Linked DNA regions of Sus scrofa: region 1 is linked to region 2. The links are chromatin contacts, called in public targeted proximity ligation maps. All regions are on one chromosome and are shown on one strand. The core of a region is the stretch at or near the end of the contact, and the rest is flanking DNA. Distances in the headings are between cores, read along the strand shown. Region 1 overlaps CPQ (carboxypeptidase Q). Region 2 has its middle 66 kb from the start of MTDH.

The links.
Region 1: a contact with region 2 is called in a targeted proximity ligation map of alveolar macrophages, with 13 times the contacts expected there. A contact is called at or near these places in 1 of 47 Hi-C or Micro-C datasets (subcutaneous adipose tissue) and 1 of 2 datasets of targeted methods (alveolar macrophages).

What each region holds. Positions count from the first base shown.
Region 1 is chr4:39,684,104-39,688,428 of Sscrofa11.1, forward strand. The region is part of intron 3 of CPQ (carboxypeptidase Q); the gene reads right to left. Among named protein-coding and RNA genes, the nearest start is that of CPQ, 170 kb to the right of the region's middle.
Region 2 is chr4:39,177,408-39,181,851 of Sscrofa11.1, forward strand. No RefSeq gene overlaps it. Among named protein-coding and RNA genes, the nearest start is that of MTDH, 66 kb to the left of the region's middle.

The DNA.
Region 1 (4,325 bases), core at 103-2,602, 510 kb after region 2:
TTTTGCTGGGAGCTGGAGCGCACAGAGGTAAACTACTGACCCCTGTTAGCCTGTTCGGAATACCAGAGTCAGGAGAACCTGATGAAGAGGCCTGTAGCCGGCAAAAAGATAAACAGCCAATAAACATGCATCAGCCACAAATCACAAAGCTCTGTATCTGCTGCTACACACAGGCTGGCACCCTTCTTTCCTCCTCTCACGAGGTCCTCTCTTACACCAAGGCCTACATCTTGGCTTATTCTTAATTCCAAAGAGGCAGATGCTAGACAGCTCATACAAAAGGAACGTGAACCCCTGAATTTTGCATTTCCTGACAGCTGATTTATGCTCCCATGCCACAGTTAACTTCGTTTAATTTAACTGCTGTGGTTTACGTTCTTTTCAAAAGCACAAAAGAGGAAGGTTATTCGTGCCTAAATGCCCCAGGGTTGGGAACTGAAAGAGCCCTCTTCCGCTCACACCCTGTCTGATGATATTAGAAAATGCTTCCTGAGAGGATGAGGTGGGTCCGGTCCACCCACAAAATGAACTGAGTAGTGAGTTGGTTGTAAAACACTAGGATGAAATTGAGCTGTTCAGGACTCGCTGATCCGGCCCTGCATATTTTCAGGGCTTGTATCAGTTTTAAGGTTGATGCAGTTGCAGTGCGGATAACCACCTCCTGGTATGAAGTGTATTATGGGATAAAGCACAGGAGGTTGGAGGAATAAACCACAATTCATCACCAGAACTGCAAACTTCATTGCACTGAGAAACAGAGTTAGAAGGGAGCAGATGATTGTGGAGCTGGGTTTATTTGAAGGAAAGGAGGAACCTGGGATCTAGGCAGGCAAGAGAGGATGCTGGTGGAAACATCTTAGCTAGGTTGGTTTCTGGAGTATTAAACGCCTCTCTGATGTGTTTCTAGGTTGGGGTAAGTGGAGCCATGCTCTGGTTCCCAAGAAAGAGGTCTGGGTCCCCTGACTTTCCCTCCGAGGGGACAGCATGAAGTTTCAACACTTCTCTAGCACCAGGGCTTTCCTAGGTGCTCATCACCACTGTGCCCTAGGGCCAGCTCTACCTCCTGACATGCCCTGGGGACACCATTCTCTGGACCTCCTCCAACACAACTCCTTGGGAGCACAATGATGGGAATGGAGCCCCAGAGCACCGAGGTCAGCAGCCTGCCTTCCTCTCCTTGAAAAAGCCTTGGAAACCAGTCTCAGGCCAGTGTGACCCAGATTTGCCTTTAATGTGTTTCGTTTCCCACAAACCCTTCCATGTTAGGAAACCAGCTGAGCCAGCACGGCATCACCAAGCTTCTCCTGGGAGACCCTGGCTGGGTGCTGGCATCATGGGGAACAAGAGAAGGGGAAGCAACTTTGTCCATCTTCCCCTCCCCCAAACGGTCAGGAAGTCAAGCCAGACCCACTCAGCCTGGCTTCATTTAGGGAAGCAGAATGACTCACAAGGAACTCTAAGAAGTAACCCAGGACACTGCCCCTTGCCCTCGAGGCAGTGTGTAAATGGAGTCACGGGAACGTGTGTCATATTTAAAGTGTCAAGGAAAGAGTCCACAGTCTTACACAGAACACTGTTCCCAAAGTTTTACAGCTTTTACTGCTACATAAATTGCTCATGTTGTAGCTTATGCCCCTTTGGTCTCTTACTGTTCTAGCCTAGATAATTTTTTAGGTAAGAAATGTGGCATATTAATAAAAAAGAATTTATTTATGGAAATAAAGATTGACTTTTTTTTTGTCTTTTGTCTTTTTGGGGCTGCACCCATAGCATACGGAGGCTCTCAGCCTAGGTAGGGGTCGATTCAGAGCTGTAGTTGCCAGCCTACACCACAACCGCAGCAAGGCCATATCCGAGCCACGTGTGCAAACTACACCACAGCTCACAGCAACGCCGGATCCTTAGCCCACTGAGCGATGCCAGGGATTGAACCTGCATCCTCATGGATGCTACTCAGATTCTCTTCCGTTGAGCCGTGACAGGAACTCCAAGATTGACTTTCAAATCCTCCTAGGAATCTGTATTTTTACTTTCCAGTGAGGTAAGCCCAGTACCCAATACATAGTATTATATTGCAGGTATACGTACATAGTAGGCATTCCTTAAATTTTTTTTGAATAAATGGATTGTCCAAATGTTTTATAAACTAGAGGGGAAGGAAAGGTTTTTTTTTTCCCCCTAAAGTGGTAGAAATAGGAAGAATCGTTTGAAGCTACAAAGAGACAGACTTGGATCTGAACCGTTCAGAGCTGCTGAAAGATGGATCGGGGAATGAGTTCCGTGTCACTGGGGGAATTCAAGTGGGACAATCAGAGTGATGTCTGAGATACATAGGAATTGGAAGGGTAATTGGGCTGGGTCATCTTCAGAGTACATTGATCCGGAATACAAGGCTATTTGCAACTGTCTTTAAGAGGTATAATCAAAGTTTTCTGAGTTTTCAGAGAAGGGAGCCAACACATCCAGGTAGAGTGGTGGTTCTCCATCTTGGCTGCACATGTAACCATCTGAGCTTTTAAAAATATCAAGGCCTGGAGTTCCCATCATGGCTTAGTGGTTAACAAATCCGACTAGGAACCATGAGGTTTCAGGTTCGATCCCTGGCCTCACTCAGTGGTTAAGGATCTGGTGTTGCCGTGAGCTGTGGTGTAGGTTGCAGATGCGGCTTGGATCCCGTGCTGCTGTGGCTGTGGTGTAGGCCCGCGGCTACAGCTCTAATTGGACCCCTAGCCTGGGAACCTCCATGTGCTGCAGGTGCTGCCCGACAAAAAGACAAAATAAAGAAATAAAAATTAAAAAAAATTAAAAATATCAAGGCCTGAATCCTACCTCTAGAGGTTCTGACTTAAATAATCAGGGGCAGAGTGGTCTGGGGGAAAAATATTTTGAACAGCTCCCCAAATGTATTCAAATATAATAATTGAATTGGAAGAAACTGAAGAAGATTCATTAAAGAAGGAGAAATTACATCTGGGCCTTAAAGGTTGGACAAGATTTGAATAAATGGAGAGAAAGAGAGAGGTATTTCCGGTATAACTTGGTATGTGTTTAATAAACACATGCTATAGAGCATCCATAAATGAATGCCAAAATACAGCTAATTTACTAATTTTTGTTAGCATTCATGGGCATTTGTTCTTAGATATAAACTCCAAATGGCTTTCTTTCATGTATTCAATGAGTATTTGCCCTATATCAATCATTCACAATTACATCTGTCCTTAGCCCAGTGATGTGTAATGTAAAAGGTGAGCGGCTGTGTTTTTTAAAAAAAAAAAAAACACGAAAAGGTGAGTGGCTGTGTTTAAAAAAAAAAAACAATGACAAGGTAGGGAGTTTCCATTATGGCTCAGCAGTAACGAACTCTATTAGGCTCCATGCGAATGCAGGTTTGATCCCTGGCCTCGCTCAGTGTGTCAGGGATCCGGCGTTGCCATGAGCTGCAGTGTAGGTCACAGACAAGGCTCAGATCCTGCGTTGCTGTGGCTGTGGTGTAGGCCGGCAGCTGTAGTGCTGATTCAACCCATAGCCTGGGAACCCCCATATGCTGTGGGTGTGGCCCTAAAAAGCAAAAAACAAGACAAAACAAATCAAAGCAAAAAAACCCAACCAGGTCAATATGATTTTATAAATTTTGTAAAGGATTAGTAAAAATCTTTTTAATAGACCCAAAGTAGATGACATTCAAACTCTGACACTTGAAAGTATTAATAACAACAAAAGTCGCTTTATTATTTAATTAATTTAATGGTACCTGGTAAATCAAGCCCATCAAACCAAGCACGCAATAATCAATCACTGTATCTAGTCTGGTTTTATATCCATCTCCTCTTCTCTGAAAGGTGGGTTGAATCAAATATTTCTCTCCCAACGTTCCACACATGGTGTCTGCTTACTAACACACCATAATTAGAGTGAATGGGTGATAAAACAAACTGCATTAGCCATTAGAAGAGTTATGCTACACGGATGTAATCATTTCTTGTGAAAAGAAATCATTGTAGAAGAGCTGTGAAATATTCTTTTCAAATGATAGATAATACATCAAATGGGCATGATTAATGTCAGCGCAGGGAAATTTGCAGTGGTGCTTTCGGTTGCAATATTTTTATTGTCTGCATAAATCTGCTGCAAAGAGGTTGTAGAGAAAAGGGACGCTATATATATTCAGGAAATGAGTAAGTCCAATTCTAAACATAGTGCTGTGTTTCTGCCCATGAAACAGAGTAAGTGCTCACTCCAGTAAACTTTACTGGAAACTGGGAAACTCTTCATGCATTTCTACTGAAGGCAGTTGGGATGCCACAGAGGTTGAAGCAGATGCT
Region 2 (4,444 bases), core at 389-2,888:
GGGCTTTTAAGACATTGAACATATTTTAGTGAACAAAATCCCTCCATGTTTGTTTTTTATGTCTTTGCAGGGATCTCTATTTATTTTTACTATTTATTTATTTATTTGTTTATTTGTTTGTGTTGCTGTGGTTCTGGGTGTAGGTTGCAGATGCAGTTCGGACCCTGCATTGCTGTGGCTCTGGCGTAGGCCGGCGGCTACAGCTCCGATTTGACTCCTAGCCTGGGAACCTCCATATGCCGCTGGAGCGGCCCAAGAAATGGCAAAAAGACAAAAAGACAAAAAAAAAAAAAAAAAGACAAAAAAAAAGAGCACCGAAGGATGTCCGGAAGCCTGGATCCAGCTGAAGGACAAAAGCTATGTGACCTTAGGCATGCAACTCAATCTTCTTGGGTCTTATTTTATCTTTAAAATGAAAAAGTTTGTTAAGATGATCCCTTTGTACTATTTTCAAATCCTGTGATTCTGGTTTGTGGTCCCACCCTGTAACTCCAGGCCCTTGAAGAATGGCTTCCTAGTTGCCCTAAGAAGGTTAGCAGCATCCTCAGCTTTTCCTGAAGCTGCGGTTGTTTGGGCAGAGAAGAAGATGGTGCTTTGTTTAACCCATTCATTCATTCATTTTCCATCACCAATAAATGGAGCATGATGCCTTCATGACAAAGAGAGATTTTCCATTAATGTATGTTCTACGGTTTTTTTTTTTAATGGCAGTACCCGTGGCATATGGAAGTTCCCATGCCAGGAACTGAATCCAAGCGGCAGCTGTGACCTATACCGCAGCTGCAGCAAAGCCAGATCCTTTAACCCTGTGAGTTGGGCTAGAGATTGAACAGCACCTCTGCAGCCCCTGCAGTCGGATTCTTTTTTTTTTTTTTTTTTTTTTTTGTCTTTTTAGGGCTACACCTGTGGCATATGGAGGTTCCCAGGCTAAGGGTCGAACAGGAGCTGTAGCCATTGGCCTACACCACAGCCACAGCAATGCAGGATCCGAGCATGGTCTTCGACCTACGCCACAGCTCACGGCAACACCAGATCCTTAACCCACTGAGCAAGGCTAGGAATTGAACCCGAGTCCTCGTGGCTACTAGTCTCATTCATTACCACTGAGCCATGACAGGAACTCCTATTTGCATCTTTGTGTGGTCTCAGTAATGTATCGTGGTTGGTTTGTGTGACCAAAGAACATACCAGAAGTGATGGGGTGTAGCTTCTCAGGTGAGGTCATGAGAGAAAGTGCTCCTTCGCCTTAATTCTCTTTCGGTTCACTTGCTCTGGGGGAAGCCAGCTGCCATGTCATAAAGACATCAAGCAGCCCTATGGGAAGGTCCACATGGGGAGGAACTGGAGTCCCCTTGCCAACAGTTAGCATCACTTGTCAGCCGTGTGAGTGAACCATCTTGGTAGTGGATCCTCTGGCCCCAGTCAGACCTTCAGATGATGCAGCCCTGGATAAGATCGTGATGACAGCTGAGGGAGATCCTGAGTCAGGACCACCAGCTAAGCTCTCCTTGAACTCCCTGACCCACAGAAAACTGTGAGATAATATATACATTTATCATTGTTTTAAGCTGATACGCTTTGGAGTCATTTGTTATAAAGGAACAGATGACTAAAGTATTTCTAAACCACATTTAATTAGTCACTGAATTCTTGTTGCTATTGCTCTCTAAATATTTCTTAAGTATAACTCATCCTCTTCATGTCCACTATTAGTGTTCTAATTTTAGGGCTTTATCATCTCTTTCCTAGATGCAGTATTTCCCAATAGATTTCCTTGCCTGTAGGTAATCTCCTTCCTACTCTAATTCATCTTCCATACTGCCATCAATTATATTATATTATATTATATTATATTATATTACATTTTTTATAGCTAATTGCAATTATTTTATTAGACATAAAATAAGGGGGAAGTAATATATGTGCAAGATAGAAATTCAAACAATATAGACAGGAATTATTTAAAAAAATAAACCCATACCTCCACCAAGTCTTTTGCTCCAAAGTAAACACTGTTAAGAATTAAAATGTCAATATGTAAAATACCTTCCATTAAAGTCATGAATACATACATTTGCATACCAAATCTATATTTGAATTAGAGAAAAGATGTCACAACACACTTTTCTGCACCTTTTCTTAGTTTTCAATTATTTATTTATTTTTTTTGGTCTTGTTTTGCCATTTCTAGGGCTGCTTCCGCAGCACATGGAGGTTCCCAGGCTAGGGATCTAATCAGAGCTGTTGCCGCCAGTCTACGCCAGAGCCACAGCCACAGCCACGCGGGATCCAAGCCGTGTCTGCAACCTACACCACAGCTCATGGCAACGCCGGATCCTTAACCCACTGAGCGAGGCCAGGGATTGAACCTGCAAGCTCATGGTTCCTAGTCAGATTCATTAACCACTGAGCTCCCTCAATTATGTTTTAAAAATATAAATCTGATCTTATTATTCTCCTGCTATATCAGTCAGGATAGCCTGAAGTTTCCTTTTTCTTTTTTGGCCACACCCTTGGCATATGGAAATTTCTGGGCCAGGGATGGAATCCGAGCCAGAGCTGTGACCTACCCCACAGCTGCAGCAATGCCAAATCCTTTAATCTGCTGGGCTGGGCCTGGGATGAACACAAGCCGGATCCTTGACCCACTGAATCACAGCAGGAACGCCTAGCCCGAAGGTTTGCTGCAGTGATAAACAACCTCCAAATCAAAGTGGCTGAGACAACAAAGTTTTTACTCCTGCTTCAAGTCCACGGCTGTTCATTATAATCACTCAGGAACTGAGGCTGACAGAAAAGCCAGTATCTTAAGATTGTTTGTCACTGGCTGGTGAGATGTGCACTGGCCCTTCAGAGTGATGTTTAAACATCGTGCAGAAGGGACCCCTATCAGTTCTATCCCGACTTCACTGACCAAAATAAGTCATATGATCATGTCTAACTTCATATGGGCAGGGAAATTCTATCCATTGTGTACCTGCTTAAAACGTTGACTGGTTCCATTTTTTTTTTTTTTTTTTTTTTTTTTTTAGGGCCATGCCCGAGGCATATGGAGGATCCCAGGCTAGGGATCAAATTGTAGCTACAGCTGCCAGCCTAAGCTACAGCCACAGCTCACTCCAACACCAGATCCTTAACCCACTGAGTGAGGCCAGGGGTCAAACCTGCGTCCTCATGGATACTAGTCAGATTCCTTTCCACTGAGCCAAGATGGGAACTCCCCATATTACTTTTAGACTAAAATCCAAATCCCTTTGCAGAGTATGTAGGGTTTTTTTGTTTCTGTTTTTTTTTTTTTTTCTTTTTAGGGCTACACCTGCGATATATGGAAATTCCCAGGCTAGGGGTCTAATTGGAGATACGGCTGCTGCCACAGCCACAGCCATAGCAATACAAGACCAAACCACATCAGTGACCTACACCACAGCTCACGGCAATGCCGGATCCTCAGCCCACTGATTGAGGCCAGGGATCTAACCCATATCCTCATGGATCCCAGTCAGGCTCATTACTGCTGAGCCATGACAGGAACTCCTGCAAGGATCCTCCTGTGATTTGGGGTCATTCTACATTTTTTTTGGCTGTACCCACAACATGTGGAAGTTCTCAGGCCAGGGATCAAACCCAAGCCACAGCAGTGACAATGCTGGATCCTTAACCCACTGAACCACCAAGAAACTCCTATGTCTACATTTTCAATGTCACCTCCTACCACTTTCTACTTTTCACCCAATGCTCTGCTCCAATTACACAGATTACTCTCATTTCTAGAATGTTCCATGTACTTTCTTGCCTCTGTGACTTTGTATATATTGTTAAATTTTCCTGGCAGGCAACTGCTCATCCTTGAAGGCCTCATTTTCCCTTCCTTTTTGAAGCCATCCCAGGACCCCCTAAGTCATCACTCCTTCTTTTTTGACCCTGGTCAACTTTCTAAGTGTCTCCATTAGAGCACATCTTCCATCGCATCACAGGGTAGGACGCTTTTCATTTCCATGTCAGTCTCGTCTCTAGTCTAGAACTCCCTTTGGGCAGGACAAATGTCTTACATTTATGCAGCCATGCCAAGCACAGAGCCTGGCATAGCATCAGGGCTTAAGAAATATTTGTGGAGTGAATGCATAGATATTCTCTTTCCACAATCCTTGAATATCAATCATATACCCTCTGCTCTCTGGTTAATGGACTTCAAGGGATTTCTGCCATCTTCTTTCTTTCCCACTATGTCATTTTGATTTCCCCACTTTCTAGTAAAGGACTGACTTTCACTTAAAATCCCAAGTAGTCTGTTAGTCATAGCCCATGAATTTCCCAAGTAGCTCTGATTGCATGCTCGCTTGTGATTCTCAACTAATCTTAATCACATTTAATGGCACTATTTACCACACCGCTTATATACCAGACTCCGTGCTTGATACAGGGGATGTGCAGATATGCTGGCGAC